Regions from separate parts of the Mus musculus genome. Here regions 2 and 3 are each linked to region 1. The links are chromatin contacts, called in public promoter capture Hi-C maps. All regions are on one chromosome and are shown on one strand. Each heading gives the region's core, a stretch centred on a gene start, on an enhancer-like site or on the middle of the called end of the contact. The rest is flanking DNA. Distances are from core to core; before and after follow the strand shown. Region 1 holds the start of Akap11 (A kinase (PRKA) anchor protein 11). Region 2 overlaps Vwa8 (von Willebrand factor A domain containing 8). Region 3 overlaps Vwa8 (von Willebrand factor A domain containing 8).

Region 1 (3,845 bases), core at 889-3,388:
GTTAAAATAATACTTCTAACACATTTTTCCCTTCTTAAAAAGTAACCTTAAATCTTATTAAAAGTAAGGTGTTAACTTTCAGATGTTGTCTTGTTTTGATCAGGCTCATGGCACTGTTGTGGATGTAACATAGATTCACAGTGGCTCCAGAGGAAGGGACCATGGGGCTGAGCAGGTGGCGCTACTTCCGTTTTCACACCCTGAGGCCAGCATTTCTGAGGAAAGCATTCCTGGTATCTGGCTCACAGTCACAGTCTCTCAGTTGGTGTGTGAGGTCCGATTTCACTTGGCCTGCTCAGCCCGCTGACTCTTGAGTCTTTCAGAAAAGTTCATTTCCCTCTCCAGCTTACTCTGCCAGGGCAAGCTTGACAAAATGGAATTCAGTCTTAGCCAGCCTGTGTGGAGACCAAATGGCCTTGTTTTATGTACAAGGAAGTTGAAACTCAGGACCATAAAGAGGCTTGCTTTGTGCTTGTTACTAGTTAGTTAGTGGAGTGTTTACATCCTCATTTCTTTTGTTTTTAATTAAACTCTTTTCTTTTCTTTTTCAGCCTCCAACCCCTCTTTTCTAATCTTACTCCAATAAATATCTACAAAGAACACCATTTTATGTTTGTTTAGAGTTAACTTAGAGATGCGGCTACCTGTGTAGTGAAAATGGAGGACAGAAAGCCAAAGGCAAGAGGCCTCTCAGGCCATTCGCTTCTCAAGTAGTTTAAAACAACAAAATGATAAAAAAAAAAAAAAATCTACATATTTTAAATACAAGTCAGCAGCCAGCGCTTAGGGCTCTGACTTAACACATTTTGGAGACTGTCAAGGTCATTGGAAATTGGTTCTCACAGGATTGTCTTTTACCTGGACGAGTTCCTTGTTGTTTCAGCTTCCGTAAAATTCACTCTCTACAGGGAAGAGCTTACTAGTTTTTTGTTTTTTTTTTTAAACTAATTGTTATTGTTCCCCCCTTTAAGAGGTCAAAGCTTTTCATTGTAGACTAAACTCCCAGTTCTTTTCTTGGTTGATGAAGCAGTAAGGGATCTAGCCTCTATTATCATCCCAAGTTTATTTCTTGTTATTCAAATGTGCTAGATTAGATCCGGATTTGGGGCTTGTGAATTATTCTACTTTCTGCTAGCGATGTAGGGCTGCTATCCAAATCACTGCCTGAATCTTTCCTCCCACAAGGGCACCACCCCCAAGCAGTGGCCCAATTGTAACCACCACCATCAGATGATGATAATCTGCGAGTTAACACCTACAGATATCCACCCCCTCCCCCAACCCGGCCCCAGCTCTCAACAACCTAATCTATTTGTCTTCATAGTGTTCAATAGACAACCTGGAATTATGCCTAAAACGTGTAAGGAAAGCAGCCAAAAGCTGTTGAAGAGAACGAAGATATGACTGTACTCTTTCTTGTCTCTCTCCCCTAAAGAGGATAAAACAAATAAGGAGCATCTACTTCAAAATGTCCTTCTCATCTCTCGGCCAGTTTGAGGACCGTATGTCCTTGAGGAGACCATGCAACATGACTGCACCGATTCCTCTGATTTAAACAGGAATCACACAGCTTGTCACCCAAGGCTAGGCTTCTTGGTGGTCAAAGCCTTATTTTCCAATTTCAATGGCCCGTGGGGTTGGGAAGTGCACTGCCCTTTAGACTGACTCCAGAGGTTCCGATTGGGCCCAAGGCTTCCTCAGTGGTTTCCCCTGATGATGTTGGGAACCGGGCAGACCCATTCTGAAGGATGGGCTGTGTCTGGACCCCTGATGTCGTGGGCTGCCACTGGCTGTGGGAAACCAGCCCCAGGAAGGTCTAAGGGTGGCGGATGGGATGCCAGCATCCTGGGCTCGGGCGCTTGCCAGAGGAAAGGGTTAAGCCGTTCCCAAGGCAACGCACCAGGAAGCGCGCAAGACGTCAGCCGAGAGTTCGTAGGTCAGCTCGAGGTTTAAAGCTCCCACGGGCCGAGGGCCGCCTGGCCAATGGAGAGGGCGCCTCCGCGTCACGTGACGGGCGACCCGCAGCTTTGCCCTCCAGAGCACGTGGGAAGATATTTTCCCCCCACCCCTTGTTCCTTTTGCGCGGGCTCGGCCACGGGGTCGTTCTCGCGAGAGGTGCGACGGCTCTCGCGAGAGTGAGTGGGCGGCGTGGGGAGGCGGCGGCGGTGGCGTCGCGGGCTGGGGCGGGCGAGGGGGAGCGCCGCTGCGCTGCGGCTCGCGCCACCGGGCGTTGCGGGCCGTGACGGGAGGCTGACATGCCCGGGAGCTGAGAGGCTGTGCCGCCTGGTGAGCGGGGCAGGGAACCGGGAGCCAGAGGGCCGGGTCCAGACTGCGGCCGGGCGCCGTGGCCTCGCTGCGTGGGGCGCGGGCGGGAGGACGGTGCACTTTGTCCTCCGCAGCAGCATCCTTCCCTGTCAGCGTCCGAACCCAGGTCCCCGGCGCTGCCCTAACCCCAGATGCCGCTGTTTGCATCGCTGTCACGTCGCCTCCAGGCTGGCCAAGCATCCGAATTGCGCTATCAAATAGAAAATGGGCTGGCCAGACCACAGTGACAGTACAGTCTAAACCCCTGGTATAGCTTGGTGACAGTCCTTTAGCTCTGCCTACGGTCTTTAAAAAGAAAAGAAAAGAAAAAAAAACCCTATTAGTTGGAGGTGGCTTAGCTTTAGGCATTAAGGCATTTTGCGGTGAGCAATACTGCTGAGACACATCGCTAATGGCCTTGGCGCATACTGGAGTTAATATTCGCAGTTCTTTTATAGCCTTGTGATTATCCATTTGCTTCTAAATCGCTTGTTTTCCTTTGCATCTTTCTCACCTTGTTAGCAGTGTTATTTATATTGGTACTCAATTTTGTTATGTATGAAAATATATAAAATAAGGGCATCAGGAAAGATGGAGTATTTATTCATGCAAAGGTGATTTTGTTTTAATGTCTTTGTGTTTGCTTGGTGTGTGTGTGTGTATGTGTTGGTGTGTGTGCTGGTAAAAGGCAGCCTAGTATGATTGATGTCATTTTCAATAGTCCCACCTAATCTTTCAAACTATAGAAGCATTTTTTTCAAGGAATAACCTGGTTATTCATACTTGATTGTGTTTTCCAGGCAGGATTGTGAATCATAGGTTGGCAGTAAATTAAGCAATTAGTTGTGTAGTTAGTAACTGACTTATGAGGGATGAAGGGATATGAGGGAATTGGGGAAGACGTGGGTTTATAAGCTGAGCTGTGGCTAATGTAGATAGCTACAGAACTGCTCAACTGATCTGCCTGGAAAGGAATTGGCAGTATATACTCTGTGCCCAGTGATGTTTCTCAGTTGTTGAAGATTCTGAAGTTGGAGGCCCAGAACTGTAGTGAGAGATTTGCTAGCCTTCTCAAGCCTCTGAATTCCAGGGCTTCGTCAGGGAAACAGAAGAAAATCCTTTGGGAGAAAGGATGGTACATTTTATTTTAATTCCAAAGACTTAGTGTCTGGGAAAGGAACTCAGCCAATTCCGATCATAATGCAGCAGGTTGTGTAAAGGGAAATTTCCAGCTATAAATAGGGGAATTCTAGTCACACAGGGAGATATGAAAAACTTAGGTGAGTGGGCAAAGGAGTTAGCAAAAGTTCCCTTCCACTCATCTTTGTTGCTAGTCTTTCTAAGTTGTGGCAAGGGTTTCAGACTTTTAGAGCAATGGTTGCTTTGTCTTGTGTTTGGAAAGCAATTGAAGTAACTTTGGATGGAGCAATTACTTAGGTAATCCAAGTGTTGTTTTTTGTTTTTTTTTTTTTCATTTTTTCTTTTTCTTTTTGTGAAGTGGCCCCAGTAGTTAAATAAATAAATAAATAAATAAATAAATA
Region 2 (3,845 bases), core at 537-3,036, 500 kb before region 1:
CTCAGACTCCTGTGCACACCTACAGTCTTTCCTTTCATGCTCAGCAGGACAACACTGCTCTGCATTCCACCACTCAAGGCAAGGACATTAGTATAAATGCGTCTTTTCCCTCCCTCCCCTCCCTTCTTCCTTTCTCAGTTATCAGCTCCATGAGTACACAGGCTGAGAGCTGTCCTGAATGAGCTTGAGATGATAGCATATATGATAACATATATGATAGCATATATAACACTGGGCCATGCTTCATACAAACAGGGTGTAATATACATTATATTGTAGATCATCATGTGCTGTTTAAGCCCATTTAAAGTAAACAGCTGTGGTGGTAAATGTGTTTAGTCCCAGAACGAGAGGGGCAGAGGCAGGCAGATCTCTGTGAGGTAGAAGCCAACTTTGTCTACACAACTAGTTCTAGAACAGCCAGCCAGTGCTAGAAAGAGAGCCCTTATGTCAAGATTCAAAAATCAAAACAAATTTTAAAAGTAGGTGGAGCAAGAAGGCCCTCTTTTGCCCCCTTCAAATCCGCTGTCTTGGGACAGCTGGCCTCCTTACTCTAACAAAAGAAAACTAAAATGAGCTCAAAGGAAAGCAGCTCACCCTTGAGAACAGCCGGAAGCGGGACACTGCTGTTGTTTACCCCATAGAACAAAACGCCTGTGTGGAAGAGGGAAGGCAGAGCTCACTCATGGAGAGATTGCTCCGCTCTGCTGCTCTGCCCGGCCTTCAGTCCAGAAGGGCAGTTTCTGCGAGATGACTCTTAAGTGCCCAGGTGTGGTTGTTACAGTTTCTATATGCCCATTCATACTCATTCCAAGAAACGCAGCAAAGGAAACACTTTATGGAGGCCCCCAGCTGGATGTTTCAATGAGGCTTCAGTTTTTAGAGGATGTTTGTAAGCCCTCAGATTTGATGTTGTTTTTTGTTGTTTGTTTGTTTGCTCTCTTAGTTGGTCTACTCCGGTTGTCTGTGCTGGAGGCTGAGAGCATCGGTTAGCAGTGCGTTGGTATTGAGCGGCTGCTTCTTTCTGCTACTTGCTCTTTATTCTCCTTTGCTTGCTAGATACTTGCAAACCCACTGAAAGTGAAGGCCTGGCTTTCCTGGGTCATTTCCTAAGCAACCAGAACACAAGGGATCACTGCTGAGGTGCCCTGTGAATGTGGCTAAATGAGGCATCCAAGATGCTTTGAGTTTTAACCTGACACCGGGGAAGGTCCAGCACATGCAAGATTTGATTGAAAGTAATCATGAAATTAGAAGGCATGGGGAAGGGGGAGCAGGGGGTGTCCTAGGAGAGAGAGTGCCATAACGGGAGACTTGTGGCTCTGTGGTCCAGAGAGGATCGCAAGAAGTCAAAGACCACACAGAGGTGGAGAAGGGGTTTTAAGGAACAGGCTGTCTAGGGAGGTGGCTCAAAGTGTGGCAGAGGCCAGGCAGCCAAGAATCTGCACTGTTTCTAAGAGCAGCCACTGAGGCAGGGGAGTGGCAGAGTCAGATGTTCAGTTCTGGAAAACTAGTCTGATGGAATGGCAGAGAGAAAGAAGTGAGAGCAAAGGGAAGCAGTGGAGAAACTCTTTAAAGGATTCCATAATGAAGACGGCCTAAGCCCAGGAGCACAGAGAAGTCAACAGACAAAAGAGACAGTCAGGAAACTACTAACATCACTATGGAGGGTATGATGGAGGGTAAGGAGATGAAAAAAGACGTCAGCCTCCATCCTGGGCTGAGAGTGGTAAGAAGAGGCCATTAACTGAGAAAGAAATGGGGGAGGAGACGAGGGGTTGCTGGGTAGGCGAGGGAAGTTTACAAAGGCGGTTTAATTTTGGACATGTTTATTTTGAAGTGCCTGTTTCCCACAGCTGGTTCTTCCTCTTCAATTCACTGTCTTGACTCTAGAGCTGCACACCCTCCTGGGCTGCTAGAAAGGGCCCCGCTTGTCTCCCCACCTCCGCCCTCACCACAGCACAGCACACCCCGTACTTTGTTCGTCTCCTTTCCTAAGCCAGAGATCTCACTGGGTCACTTCCTACTTCACTTTAAGAGGCTCTCACAGTTCCTTCGAGGAAATGCTGACAGAATAATCTAGGAAGGAATTTCTGTAAATATCCTGAGCAAAATGAAACAATTACAGCTGTGTGTTCCTTCTCGTCATAGTTTTGTCTAGAACAGAAGATCCTCAGGAGTGCTTTAATTGAATAAGTACATAAATAATGCCTAATTTTTCTGTCATAAAAATTTCATGCACTCCCTTTTCCCACTGGGAAATGTAGACAATAAGATATTATTCAATATGTAACTGCTAAAACATTACCTGCTAATATTTTCCCTTAATCCCTGTGCAGGTTTATCTTTACTTACTAGCCACTATTCTAGAAATGCAACTTGTCTCTCTTAATAAAAGTAACATACAATAAATTCTTACATAGGTATTGAGATTATATTTGGTGAGTAACACTTTTTGAAAAGGTGAAGGTATTAGAGATCTCATGAAATCAGCTCTTTTCTCTCCATCATCGTCCTGCTGAGCCCTTCAGGACAGCGCACTAGAAGGAGGTGGCCTCAGAAGGGCCGGACTCAAAGGGCTGGAGTAACAGAGGATATGAAGCTCACAGGCAGAACTCAAACCAAAGGCCGGAATGCCACAATCTTCCAGCTTGGGGAGCTCGGGAGCTCGGGGCCACAGCTTTAAGAACTTTGATATATTCTGGGATCACATAAACTTATAGGACTTATTATTTTAGTTAAACTGTGTACTTGGGCAACTAAACCCCTTGTAGAAGACGAAAGGGATCTAGGGCTGCTTTCCTGAACACTCTATTTGTATTCTATCACAGAGGGAAAAGAGAAAAAGAACAGGAGAAAAGGGCTACGAAGAGTAGAAGTGAGGCCGAGGGAAATTCATCCAGAAATGGCTTTGGGCCCTGAGACTGAAATGTGAGACTTCACATCCGTGACAGGGACTTGAAGAGGCCCCTCAGCAAAGCAGCCTGGGGTTGACGTTTGCTCGCTTCACTGCTGTGGGTTCTGTCAGCCTCCTGTCTCCAAAACGGCTGACTACAGGGCTCATCCTATCTCATCTGCTATTTTCTAGCCCCCTCCCCCCAGCTTTCTGGTCAGATGTCCTCATCTCTCTGCAGCTTAGCCTGACTATGCTGTTTTCTCTCCTCCAACCCTCAGCTCAGAATCACTCCTCTATCCTTCTAGATCATGGCCATGCCCTAGAGGACACCAGTAAAGTCAGGCGCCTTGGCAAGAGGGCATCCCTCTCAGATGTCTCTCCCATGACTTGTGTGTAACCTTCAGGTAGGAAGCACCAGAACTGAAGGGAAGGGGAGTAAAGGGGGGGAAGTTGGAGCCCTGCACTTTGCTCTTCCTAATGGGACAGTCACCTCTTATAGGTGACTTCCAGTCCTGCACTTTGTTCTTCCTAGGGGGCCAGACATCTCTTGTCAGTGCCTTTTGTTCTTTATGATGAAAGTGTCTGTGATGCTCTGTACAGAAAGTGGAGATTAACATTTACAGAGCTGCTGCTCATACACAAACACCCCTTCAGCGCACAATGGCTCGCATGCTCACACCAGCCATGCACATGGAGACAGTCACATGCCTGTTTTGGAGGGGGTCACACTTAAATTAAGTTCTAGGCCATGGAGAATGGAAGATATCCCCATGTGCTGTAGCATCTTGAGCTGTACCTCATATTTTTATCACACAAAACAGACATCAAGAGGCAGCTCCCTTGACTGCTTTCAGGAGGCTTTGTGTAACAATGCCACGGAGTCAAACAAATGTCTGTCAACCCAAGGTTCTAAAATTGGTCAGACCAAGTATCTGGGAATGTCCTGCAT
Region 3 (3,845 bases), core at 375-2,874, 480 kb before region 1:
TGTCCAGGGCTATTATGTCTCTGTGAGCGACCTCTGCACATATGTTCAGATCCATCAATATCAAATTTATAGTTTTATCTTTAAAAATTCATTCAATTTCCTTAATACTAAATTCTTAGTTCAATATAGCCACAGTTACTAAAACACTAATCACAAAAGCAGCCATTACAGTGCCGTTGGAGAACAGTCACACACTCACGCTTTGAAGGACAAGGACTTCTACTAAGAAGGGAAATTTTCCCTGTGTTCTAACTGAAGGACAGAAAACTTTTAGAGTGTTCTGTCTTCCCCAGTTCAAGCTTCTCCTCCTGGGTAGGCAGAAGAGAGGTGGCTCTGTGGGTGAATGAGGGACCAGAGGGGACTCTCATTACATTAGTCTATGTCACCCTAGAAAATGCTCCGTGACATGCTCCAAAAGGAAACTTGGCAGCCCTCAAAATGCAAATGTATGACGAAAACAGAATTCTCGTCTGTATGGTAAAACACATTTGCAAAGACATATATCTGTCAAAATTAGACAAGTTAATTTACAACAGAAACTTCTAAAACCTTTAGTATGTTAGTATCAAACTGACTCTTGGCACGCATGCAAAGTGGGGGCAGGGGTTTGTCTAATATTCATTGAAAGAAGTGATATTTAAAAAATGGCTTCAGACTGGTTTTTATTATTTGTTTGGCTTTGACTTTGGCTTTTGTTTTTGGAGACAGGGTTTCTCTTGTTATAACAACCCTGGCTGTCTTGAACTCACTTTGTATACCAAGCTGGCCTTGAACTCACAGCATGCACAACTATGTCTGACCACAGATTTGTTTCTTAAAGAAAGGAATACAGATTCACTTGTTAAGTACAATACACAAAAAACGAAATGGATTTAACAAGAGCTTTATTGAAAGCTCTCGGACCAAGTGTTTGGTCATTGTTATGTAACCTTCACTTAGCCAAGTCAAGTACTTACACTTGTAATTCTCCAGCTCTGGCTCCAGGCTGTCCTCAGTGTTTGTTTCTATTGCCGCATCTGCCAGATTCTTCTCCAGTGCAGACTGAGCAAGGCTTGGTAAGAACCTAGTAAGGGATGGAGGACCGTGAGGAAAGCAATGCTTCCTTCAGTTCTCAAGTGTCTTTTAACACACACTCCTTCACTAATTGCAACCGATTAAGGAAAAACTGTGTGTAAAGCATATGTTACTGTAATCTTTAATAACTAAGCTTATATGTAATACCAATATTCATTTATATACATTCTGCAGATTATGATGAAAACTTGGGCTTTCATAAGTGGATTTTGTGTACTTCCTGTTTATTGTGAAATTGTATATTGTAGCATATCAAATTTTTCCTAAGTGAATAAAACAGCAATATTCCAGCCTGCTCTAAGGTGGCAAACACAAATTTAAATCAGCAGAAGTAGGTTAATGTGGTTTTCCTTACTTTTTAAACATAAATTACAGAAAGATCATTCATTTTTGTGTTTCCTTCCATTATGGAATCTCTTTCTACCTATTTTATTGTCAAAATAACAATCTGTGTGCCACAAGACACTCTTCAACTACAAAGACACTGTAAGTACTGTGGCTTGGAACAGTTTTCTGCTACATCCACTCCAGTGAAGTCTGCTTGACAGGCCGAGAGGCCTGGAAGCACTCACAAGGCAAGGAAACTCGCCTCCTGGAACCTTGGCATTCCCACACGTTTCTTCACTAGGCTCAAAGAAGCAACATAAATCAGGCATTTACTAAGAACCCCTGGTGGTGGGCTTAACAATAGACTAGCATTACACCTGGCTCCCTTCTTAGTGATTAAAGTGGCCTGGTCCCCGCCATCTTTTGATGTATACATTCCTTTTGCTTTGTGTCACTGTAACTTGGTGGATGTGTCTCTCGCCTGGTTTCTTGTTATTCTTCTGTATAAAAAGTTTGATGCTTGATTTGAAAAATTACACTTAGATACAACACACTTTCTCCTGTTGTCTTTGTCATTCGCCCACTCCTTCACCCACTTGCCATCAGAGACCCGTTCTGTGCAGATAGGAGACCCAAAAAAGGGGGTTAGTCTGCGGGAGTTTTCCTTCTGCACAAAGTTATGTTTAGAATTTATGATCCTGGTTAACTCACAGGAAGGAACTTCAGTCAGTGATTGCCTATTCTATGCTAGTATAAAGCAATCATCAGGTAATGCAGTGTCCCAAATAAACAAGTGCAGAAAACACCATCCAAATTTAGGTTTACATAGTACTAAACCTTGCACATGCTCCCTCAGACTTGAGAACAAACCCCTAATAGTACAAAGGATGGCATAAGCCAGAGGCATGTGAATGAGAGAGTGTAAAACACTGGGGGACTAGGGGGATTATGAGTCCCTGTCCCCATAAGATTCTGAGCCACAGACCTGACACTGTGTCTTACCTACTGCCTCCCTTGGGTCCTATAAGATCATGGGGAAGTTTACATACCTCTAGGTTTTTATCTTATCAATTCACAAGTCATCACATGTCTTAGATCATGGCTTTGCTGTTCAAAACCAAGCCCCCACCTTATCTACTGAGCCCATTACAGGGTTTCCATCCTGTTTCTTGAGCTTTTGACCTGGCATCATGCACAACATTCTTCTCACAGTTGCCCCCCGAGCCTGGGAATATTGGGCCCTTCCTGGGCCTTTTTACTATTCCCTGTTAGATCACCTGGACTGATACCTAGCACTCACAAGCTTTGACTTGTCTGCTGATCTCCACAGTGTCTACTAACACATCTCAGACTGGCCCTATATGGGAACACTTCTGGTCTTGTCCAAAGACTAGAGGATAAAAGACTTGAGAAGAGAGATAGTAATACTAGGTCTAAAGGAACAGATGAGGACCTATACCAGTAGTGCTGGCAATGGGGGGTCTGAGGCACAAAGACAGCAATAAGGGCTAGCCAACTTCACAGGGACACCTTGTTGAAAGAGTGATATAACATGCTTTAGCAGTACAATGGATATCAAAGAGTCTTATTTATAATGTATAAGAAATTAATTTATACTGGTGATTGGAACTGATAATTTTCAAGTGGTATTATAAGACTTAATATAGTCTAGTCTACCTGGTAAATGTAGTTTGTAATCTGGGATTATTTGTTATATGTGCAATTTATTAGTTTCAAAGCTTCAAGGTATTAAGTTTAGGCAGTTCTACAAATGGAATTCAGTATTTTTCCAAGGCCTTTAAATACAATTATTAAGATCTAGTAGACTTACAGTCAATGAACCTAACTAAGAGAAAAGCCCAAAGAAGTTTTTAAACATAGCCTTAAAAAAAAAAGAATCAGTTTTTAAGACAAAGCTGTCTCTAGGTAGTCAGTCTCTATTCCTGGAGACAGTAAAATTTTCATGTTGACTGCTAAACACTGGGTATGATTAGTTATCAGGCTTATTTTAAAATTAATTATATAACCATTTACAAAGTAGAAATATTATACATACTATTAATTTTATATCATTTGAAATTTTATTTTATTTTTTATTTATTTATTTTTTTGATTTTTTGAGACAGGGTTTATCTGTATAGCCCTGGCTGTCCTGGAACTCACTTTGTAGACCAGGCTGGCCTTGAACTCAGAAATCCTCCTGTCTCTGCCTCCCGAGTGCTGGGGTTAAAGGCATGTGCCACCACACCCAGCTGGAATTAAAAAAAAATGTGTGTAACTCAGTTTTTGGTGCCTGGAATAATTTTTTTCATTACTTCACTTTCAAGATAGTTAATATTTATTTCTGATAGGATTCTTACAGCTCTATACAATATTTTACCACTAAAAGATCATTATCTCCAAAATTATTCAGAAGTGCATAGGTCAATGTAATAGAAAATAAC

What was found. Promoter capture Hi-C pulls out the DNA fragments that hold promoters and counts their contacts.
Region 2: a contact with region 1 is called in a promoter capture Hi-C map of liver, with 2.2 times the contacts expected there. The contact joins the enhancer-like site here to the promoter of Akap11 in region 1. A contact is called at or near these places in 2 of 39 promoter capture datasets (both in liver), 1 of 115 datasets of contacts at active chromatin or transcription factors (embryonic stem cells) and 1 of 9 other capture datasets (embryonic stem cells).
Region 3: a contact with region 1 is called in a promoter capture Hi-C map of embryonic stem cells, with 2.3 times the contacts expected there. The contact joins the enhancer-like site here to the promoter of Akap11 in region 1. A contact is called at or near these places in 5 of 39 promoter capture datasets (embryonic stem cells, liver and stem cell-derived epiblast-like cells), 1 of 484 Hi-C or Micro-C datasets (embryonic stem cells), 4 of 115 datasets of contacts at active chromatin or transcription factors (all in embryonic stem cells) and 1 of 9 other capture datasets (embryonic stem cells).

Annotation. Positions count from the first base shown.
Region 1 is chr14:78,535,153-78,538,997 of GRCm38.p6, reverse strand. It overlaps Akap11 (A kinase (PRKA) anchor protein 11), which reads left to right and starts at 2,138. Exons shown (of 12, transcript NM_001164503.1): 1 at 2,138-2,286.
Region 2 is chr14:79,032,747-79,036,591 of GRCm38.p6, reverse strand. The region is part of intron 20 of Vwa8 (von Willebrand factor A domain containing 8); the gene reads right to left. Among named protein-coding and RNA genes, the nearest start is that of Gm30970, 100 kb to the left of the region's middle. Within about 2 kb of position 1,786, at least 31 of the 459 cell types and tissues checked have an H3K27ac peak or open chromatin away from gene starts, as enhancers often do. A contact at or near this core is called in liver, where this site is marked.
Region 3 is chr14:79,015,825-79,019,669 of GRCm38.p6, reverse strand. It overlaps Vwa8 (von Willebrand factor A domain containing 8), which reads right to left. Exons shown (of 45, transcript NM_027906.1): 18 at 957-1,063. Among named protein-coding and RNA genes, the nearest start is that of Gm30970, 120 kb to the left of the region's middle. Within about 2 kb of position 1,624, at least 5 of the 459 cell types and tissues checked have an H3K27ac peak or open chromatin away from gene starts, as enhancers often do. A contact at or near this core is called in embryonic stem cells and stem cell-derived epiblast-like cells, where this site is marked.